Regions from separate parts of the Rattus norvegicus genome. Here all the other regions are linked to region 3. The links are chromatin contacts, called in public Hi-C maps. All regions are on one chromosome and are shown on one strand. Each heading gives the region's core, a stretch centred on a gene start, on an enhancer-like site or on the middle of the called end of the contact. The rest is flanking DNA. Distances are from core to core; before and after follow the strand shown.

Region 1 (2,718 bases), core at 166-2,665, 210 kb after region 3:
GTCGTCGTCATGGTCATCCTTACTGACAGAATACTGACCCAGATGAATTATGATAAACATTGGCCAAGTGTTTACTGTGTGCCACAGGTGATGTGAATATCCCCACCCCTCATTTTATCGAATCTCTCTATAGTCCAAACCATCTTTAAACTTCTGACCCTCCTGCCCCAACTTCCTGAATTATGGGATCACAGCTGTGCACCACACCTGTGCAGACCCTTTTGTCCTGGACTTATCACCTCCTGGTGCAGGTGAATTATTATGCTGGCCCATGTGGTGTCACGAGTCCTGTAACTGGATTCGGCAGGGCTTTGCTCATTGCGATCTGTGGTCAAGATGAAGGAACATGGTGACTTTCTGTTGAGAAGCTACAGCACCAGGAGCTTGCCTGGTGCTCTGTGCAGGCATTTGTGGGGGTTCCTATTGGTCAATGTTCGATTTGGTGATCTGGACACAAAGTTTGTTCATCAGTCAATAGAGAACAAGGTGGAGGAAGGAGGGAGAGACTGCATAGGGTGGGTACAAAGACACTTTGGGGACATGGACATCTGAAGCAATGTCTAAAGTGGACACAGTGAGGTTGGGAAGGATAAATGTAAAACCTGCTTTCAGGTTTTAGAAACTCATCAATAGAAGTAGATGACAGTCTGACTCCAAGGCAGTTGGGGCGGGGGGTGTTGTTCTGCATGCGGTAAAGAGGCAGATTTGTCACCACTGGGGATAGAATTGTAGGCTATGTTAGACGTTTGAAATAGAATAAGCATGAAGCCCATGTCAGTGGTGAGGTGACACCTGGTCCAGCCTGGGGAACAGTTAAGAGGCACTCAGCCAATAGGATGGGATTCAGATAAGAACGCTGTATACAGAAGAAGACAGCATGGAAAGAAGACTGTGACAGTGACCTTCAGACAGAGGTTGGGGGTGTGCGTGGGGGGAGGATTAGGGTTATCCAACACTAGGGGACAGCTTGAAACCATAGGTTATGGCGAGACAGTGCTAGCAACAAAGCCGGGCATAGGTCCTGCCTCTGGATACAGATGTGCTCTTGCCTCAGGATATGGATGTTGCACACGTCAGTTTCCTTATTTATGCTTCAATTTCCTCGGCTATGAGCTTCAACTCCTTCTTGGCCCTTAATATTCTGCAGCAACAGAGAATTTCCTGTAACCATTCAGCCCCAGTATTAGCCTAGGCAGGACAACCCCCGGCTGCATGTGTCCCAGCTCTGATGCCTCTGGGGGGGGGGTGTTCCTGGGAGAGGTTTAGGGGAGCACTGAGCAGCTCATCTTTCAGCCCTAACAGACTCTAAAGTTACTTCTTCCTCAGTTTTCTTTTCCTTTGCTTGTGGGATCTACAAGCATACGTACTTGAGGTCAAATTCAGGACACTGTGAGTGTGAAACACGCTTGACTGAGAGCTGTTTTGACTCTATAGCCCTTTGTATTAGGGTTCTAGAATAGTAGAACATAAGAGAATGAATCTCTACATAAAGGGGATTTACTAGAATGACTTAAAGACTTCAATTGAGCTAATCCAACAATGGCTGTTTATGAATGGAAGTTCCAAGAATCTAGATGCAGCCAAGTTGACAATTAAAACGGCCATCACATTCCTGTCATGAAAATTTTCATCGTGGGTGGGGAGACCATGTAACATATACCTCCCTCCTTATAAGGTCCCAATGACAAAGCAGTTTGATTGCACCAGTTCTCCCCCTTGCCTTCCAAACACTTAATGAGTTTATTAGGGATATTTATAGGGCATTGGAGGAGGGGCCAATCACAGGAGCACAAATGATCCCAAAAAGGCCGCACTGCAACGTCTCCACCCAGTATGGATGATATCTTCCCCATGGCTGCATAGATGGAGCCCAATTCACCTCATCCTCCTCAGACTACAGCCCCAAGGCCATGTGTGGTTAGGACCAAGTTGCACACAAGTGGCTGGGTACTCAGTTGAGGGTCCCGTAACTCCCCATCCTCCACTCTGAGACTGACATAGTCAGCTCGAGCAGCTGTGATCAGTCGTAAACAGGCAGAGCTGAACTTTCGGACATAGTGGCTGGCAGGGAGGGGGGCAGATAGTGCTGTCCAGCAGCCCATTTTCTTCTATGCATGAAATACCAGAGACTTGAAGCATCTGTCACTGTAGGCCATACTTACCCAGCAACGAAGAGGCTGTCAAGTGGACACTGCAGGGTGCCACTGGCTGGCAGCCTGTCCTCTAGCAAATATGCAACTTTTTTTCTGGCAAATGTCTAAAATATAACATTCTAAAATTACCTTTGTCTTAGACTCACACGTTTTCACAGGTGTGGTTATTCTGTCTGCATGTATGCATGAGCAACTCACGTGTGCTTGGCCCTGGTACAGGTCAGAACAGGGCGTTGGATCCCTGGAACTGGAGTTTCAGACATTTGTGAGCCACCGTGTAGCTGCTGGAAACCAAACCCTGGTTCTCTTCAAGTGCCACACGTGTCCTTAACCATTGTACCATCTCTCTACCTACCTCCCAAATTACCTTTAAGGAGTTTTGTGCAAACGTTTTCTTGGAGGGGGTACTCCTATAAATTCTTTCTCAACATTCTGAAGATATGTTCTAATGAATCATGGGGATTTAAAAAATTTATTTATGTATATGAGTATGCTGTCTTCATGCACACCAGAAGAGGACATCAGATCCCATTACAGATGGTTGTGAGCCACCATGTGGTTGCTG
Region 2 (2,700 bases), core at 161-2,660, 150 kb after region 3:
GCCGGCAGGAGGTGGGCAGTGGCAGCAGCCGAAGAAGTGTCATGACATGAACCTGGACCCTGGACCCTGAACCCTGTTCTGGGCTGGCCAGTGCAGTTGTTTCAGAGCAGGAACCAGAGTGAAGCTGTGAAGGGTAAAGACAGGAAGAGCTACCTGCGCCCACCATGGGACAGCCTTCCCCTGGGGGAGGAGTCCTCCTGTGTTAAGGTAGAGCCCACCGAGTCTGTGTTTTGTTGTCTGCTAGAAGGTGACACTAACGTTCAAGGGATTTAAGAAATGCCAGTCTGTAGTCCGCTTTCTGTCGGGAGGGAGTGCCTGTGTTGTGGTTGAGCGTCAAACCAACCACAGTAGATTCCAGAAGAAAAGGAGAAAGAAAAGCACTACCTAGGCGTCCCTGTGTTTGGTTGGCTTGAAGTCTTAAGTTTCTTCTTTCTCTTAAGACTGGAGACGGACATCTTGAAAAGAATATGAACGTATCTTCTGGTTGCTCCGCTTTCTTAAAATGTCAAGGATAAAATGTTGATAATCCATCAAACTAGATTTTCATGGGCTGGTAACTGCATCTTTATTAAAAGGGGTAGAAACGAACAGTTCAGGTTACAGGTTACATTCCTGTAAATGTGTGGTGTGAGTGCGCATCCACATGTGGTGTCATACACATTGGATGGGAAACAGGAGTTTTATTGTTGTTGGTTTTGAGACACTTTCTCTGGATAGACCTAGCTGGTCCTGAACTCACGATCCTCTTGCCTCAGTGTCCCAGGCACTAGCACCACAAGCATGTGGTCTTAGTTATGGTTTCCATTGCTGCAATGAGACATCATGACCAAAAGCAGGTTGGGGAGGAAAGGGTTTATATTTGGCTTACACTTCAGATCACAGTCCATCACTAGAGGAAGTCAGATCAGGAACCTGGAGGCAGGAGCTGGTGCAGAGGCCATGGAGGGTGCTGCTTACTGGCTTGCTCCCATGGCTCGATCTCTTGTAGAACCCAACTAGACCAGGGATGGCCCCACCCACAGTGGGCTGGGCCCTCCCCATCAGTCACTAATTAACACCTTACTGGCATGTCGGCAGCCTGATCTTAGAGAGGCATTTTCTCAATCGAGGTTTCCTCCCCTCAGATGACTCTAGCTTGTGTCAAGTTGAGATAAAATTAGCCAGCACAAAGTGTGTACCATCATGCCTGGCAAAAGCAAATTTTTAAGAAAAAAGAAGAAAAGTTTTTGAAAAGCATTTAAGACAGCGCAGCAACATTACAATAGCACATTGCCTTGTTTTCTTTCTGCTCCTTCTGTCTCACAGAAATTTTTGTAAATTTACTTCCTCAGAGGGGAAAAAGCAAGGACACAAGCAGGAGAATGGGAAATGCTTCATGGCTCTGAGAGGCCTCAGCATGCTCTGAGGAGGAGAGGCCTCAGGCGTGCTGTGGGGCGAACAAAAGGCTGTTGTGAACTGTGGGCAAGAGCTGGTGAGAGTTTGTATTCTGTGGGAGTTATTTCCTGTTGTTGACTAGAGTTCTTTATTTAGAACCACCTAGCTTCGAATGCCTGCTAGCTTGCAGAGAAGCGTGTACTTAGGCTTGTTTCAAGACAGTCTCTTTGAAAATGAGTCACACTACTCATACGCTCCGACAACATGATGTGCACAGACATCAAGATCGGGTGTCAGTGTGCACAAAGGAAGAGCCCGGTGCAGTGAGTGGCTACCTGAATATCCCTGAGAAAAATACTGGGTATATGCGAGGGGGATCTGGGGGTGGGGGCTGGTTTCCATTTTAAAACAACATATCGGATCTAGTGGCAAGTATCTGTAGTCTCAGCCACTCTGGAGTCTGAGGCAGGAGGACAGCAAGTTTTAGGCAAGCCATGACAACTTAGCAAGACTATCTCCATACTAAAATGTCAAAGACAGTAGATGACAGAGATTCAACCCAACAGCAAAGTGCTTGCCTATTTTTGTGTGGCCCTTGGTCCAACTCCAGAGCAACAAGACAAAGTAAATAAGGAGATAAAAGAATAGATGTATATGTTAAATAAATTCTTTGGAGTCTTGAGAAGATAGCCAAATGGCCTTCATATTTCGAGAAAGTTTAGGATCTTTCTGGCATGGTAGACATTAGCTAGCAATCAAGAAATGAGCCCTGTCGGACTCCCTTCTCCTTAAGAACTTCAGGTTGCTGTAACATTGCCGTGAGCTTTATGCATATTCTTTTTTGAACCAGGGTCTCACTACGTAACTCAGACCTTGAACTTGGCACCTTCATGTCTCGAGTCAGGCACTCAGATTACAGACATGTGACACCATGCTTCCTGCTCGGCCCTTTATTAAGAATATAATTATACTTTTAATGTAAGACAATACCTCAAAACTAACCAGAGAGACAATTACCATAAAGTCATGGGAGATAATGAGAGTCTACATATGTCCAGTATTCGTTATTTTATTTTTATGTGTATGTATGTCTGTGCACACATATGTGCATGGTGCCTTTGGAGGTGAGAAGAGGGCATCAGATCTGGGAACTGGAGTCAGAAGGTAACTGTGAGCCATCGCGTGGGTGCTGGGAACTGAACCTGGCCCTGCCATGACAGCAACAGGCTCTTAACCGCCAGGCTTCTCTCTGGCCCCGTCCTGGCTTTAACAGACACCGGAGACTGCAGGTAAAAGTCTCCTATGAGTTCGGCATCATGGGATTCA
Region 3 (2,851 bases), core at 75-2,574:
GTGGCACGCTCTTTCCCAAGTAAGACATCTTTCCCTACTTCTGTATTTTATATCTTAATAGGAAGAGCAGAATAGATACGAAGTTAAACTGTTTTATATGATGGTGAGTATATGAAGAAATTAAAGTAGGCTGTATATAATGAGTGGCCCGTGCCTGAAATCCCAGAGCTTGAAGGTTGAGGTTGGGAGATTGAGAATTTGAGTACAGCCTGGGCTACATGGAAATTCTGGAGAATGGGAACAGGGCAGGAAAAGGTGGGGGAGGTGAAAGGATAAGGGGAAAGGGCTAACCCACACTAATATTATAGGACTAAGGTGCAATGCTGGTCTGGAAGATGCCCCCTGTGACCTTACCAGCAAGAAGATAGCCGTCAAGATCTGTGGAGAGATGCTCCAACAGAAGAAACAGTAAGGACACAAGTCCTGAGGCAGAAGTTACTGAGAGGAAATCGGGGGCTGTGGATGGCGCTGCACTTGGTTTTACACTGTGGGGTATTGTCTGAACAGTGACCAGCACCTGTAGTCCCAGCATGTGGTCACATCAGTTTCTCAGCCTCTTACCCCAAGAACCACTCAGGCCACGCTTAAACACCTTTACCTTCTGCCTGGCCCAGTCCCAGCACGTGGAAGGCAGAGGCAGAAATATCCAGAGTTCGAGGGCCTTGTTACTTGCACATACAGCTTCTCTTCTGGGTGTTCCAGGGCACAGGGCACCTTTAATGCCAGGGACACACTGGAGGGTTCTTGAGTTCTCTGCTTCTGTGTTCAAGTCCTAAACGGTAACACCTGCCGGCACCTATAAACTGTAGCCCTTCGGGGTAGCAACAATGTCACCAAGATAAGCCACAATGTTTCCCTGACTCTTGGACTCCAGGGCCATGCATCAGGCCAGAGAACTCCAAAGCCAGGGAGTGCCTGGGGGAATAAATCCAGGAAGGAGACCCTAGGCAGGCAGAGCTTTAGGCCTAATGTGTTGAATTCATTAGGTTCCAAATCTTTACAGCCTTGCCAAGCCCTGTGGGGAAAGATCAGCTGCAAAGTTCTCTCAGGAAAGCACCAGGCGCTGAGCTGGTCCCAGTCTGACTTAGAAGCAGTTAGGGGTCAGAGTTGTTTCAGGTTGGCATATTGTTCTTTGCTCAGTCTAGGGGATAGCCAGCAGACTCTTGCAGTCAGTGCCACCCTTGCCCCTGGGCTGTGCAGAAGTGAAGGCAGGACACAGGGCTGAGGAGGAAACCGGAAGCACCTCCCTCCCACGCTGCAGGACAACCATACAAAGGGCCTCCTCTGCGGCCATGCAGGATGGGCTGGGCTGGCAGGGGAGGGCTGAGATTGTCGCCCAGTGCAGGGCCAGGACAGCTGCAAATGAAACACAGGCCTAGAGCACTCAGGGAGGCAGGCATCCATCTTTCCCGGAGCCAAGAAATCCCGGCCAAGAGCTCAGCTCCAGAGCGAGGAAAAGCACCAGGCAATACTTGAAACCAAGCAAGCCCCCTGGAAATGTTGGATTCCTGACAGGTAAAGAGCCAAGCCAAGGGCTTTTTTCCTGCTGGCCCAAGCACAAAAGCCAAGGACTCTGGAGAAGTGGGAGATCAGCCTGGAGGGGACTCGGCAAACAGAAGAAAGCTCTTGAGGCCAGAAAAGATTCGCCCCCCTCAGATCCCAATGCTCATATCCAGTCAGTGTGGAGGAAGGGACACTTGGTGTCACAAACCTTCAAGGCCACCTCCTGGTGGAGGCTCCAGCGACAGGCGCCATGGCAGTGTGGTATGTATGGGGCATGGTTACAAGGCCCAGTGTCCACCTGAGGTAGGGTAGTGTGTAAGGAAGTGGTTGATACCACTCCCATCCTGTGGAGGGAGTGACCCCTAAAGTAAGGTTGGATGTAGCTTGATTGATTCTTTGTTGTGTTAGATTTCTTTTTCTTTCTCCTGAGACAGAGTTCCTCTGTGTAGCCTTGGCTGTGCTAGAACATACTCTATAGACCAGGCTAGCCTCAAACTCAGAGCTCGGCCTGTCTCTCTGCCTCCTGGGTGCTGGGATTAAAGGCATGGGTCGCCACCATCTGGTTTAGATCTTGTTTATTTTTTTAATGCTAGGGGTAGTACCGTTGGTTTCAAATATGCTAAGCACACATTCTCAATGAAGCTTCACCCTTGGTGCCTGGGGCTTCATCCCAAAGGAATCTATCTGCACAGCAGCACATGATGGGTAAAATCAATGAACACACAAAGGAGTGTGCACTTTTATCTCTATTACCTGTCATGTGGAGGGAGGGTACTTTTCTAACGTTCTAAAATTAAGCTGGACATGGTGCCCTGTGTCTGTAATCCTATCCCTAAGGAGGTAGAGGCAGAAGGATCGGGAATTCAAGGACAGCCTGGACTGTCTCAAGAAAAAAAGGGGGGGGGCGGGTTTCTAAAATTAAAGAATAAAAGAATTCTATGTGAGGATGGGCTCGCTGTCTCAATCCTCTTTATTCTTTGCTAGATCTTGAAGAAAAAGATAAAAAGGAAATATGCGACAAAATGACAGCTTTTAAAGAATAATAGAAAGAAAAGAAAACTCTTCCTTCTGAACATAAGAGTAGCACATGCTGTATGAAAAGGAATTTGGGGGTCAAAGGTCACCTGTCATTTGTCTCCCTGAAGGCACTGATGTCACATTTCCTGTACATGCAGATAGATTTTGGGGAGGGAGGAGTTTGAGACAGGATTTATCTGAGTAACACTAGCTATCCTGAAACTTACTCTGTAAACCAGGCTCGTCTCTTGGAACTAAAGGCATGTGTCACCACCACACTTGGCTCAGGTAAATGTTTTTACATGAGATGGAGCTGTTAGAACGAGGGCAG

The links. Hi-C and Micro-C count contacts between places; a contact is called where the count stands out from the background.
Region 1: a Hi-C map of Schwann cells shows a contact between it and region 3, with 4 times the contacts expected there. The contact joins two enhancer-like sites. A contact is called at or near these places in 11 of 12 Hi-C or Micro-C datasets (the A7r5 cell line, the Rat2 cell line, Schwann cells and 6 more).
Region 2: a Hi-C map of liver shows a contact between it and region 3, with 2.1 times the contacts expected there. The contact joins two enhancer-like sites. A contact is called at or near these places in 2 of 12 Hi-C or Micro-C datasets (kidney and liver).

The regions. Positions count from the first base shown.
Region 1 is chr14:99,069,381-99,072,098 of GRCr8, forward strand. No RefSeq gene overlaps it. Among named protein-coding and RNA genes, the nearest start is that of Aftph, 56 kb to the right of the region's middle. Within about 2 kb of position 1,416, at least 2 of the 93 cell types and tissues checked have an H3K27ac peak or open chromatin away from gene starts, as enhancers often do. A contact at or near this core is called in Schwann cells, where this site is marked.
Region 2 is chr14:99,005,876-99,008,575 of GRCr8, forward strand. The region is part of intron 1 of Sertad2 (SERTA domain containing 2); the gene reads left to right. Among named protein-coding and RNA genes, the nearest start is that of Sertad2, 37 kb to the left of the region's middle. Within about 2 kb of position 1,411, at least 60 of the 93 cell types and tissues checked have an H3K27ac peak or open chromatin away from gene starts, as enhancers often do. A contact at or near this core is called in liver, where this site is marked.
Region 3 is chr14:98,857,232-98,860,082 of GRCr8, forward strand. LOC102547925 (a long non-coding RNA gene) reads left to right here. Exons shown (of 4, transcript XR_005493465.2): 2 at 1-1,764. Among named protein-coding and RNA genes, the nearest start is that of Slc1a4, 97 kb to the left of the region's middle. Within about 2 kb of position 1,325, at least 49 of the 93 cell types and tissues checked have an H3K27ac peak or open chromatin away from gene starts, as enhancers often do. A contact at or near this core is called in Schwann cells and liver, where this site is marked.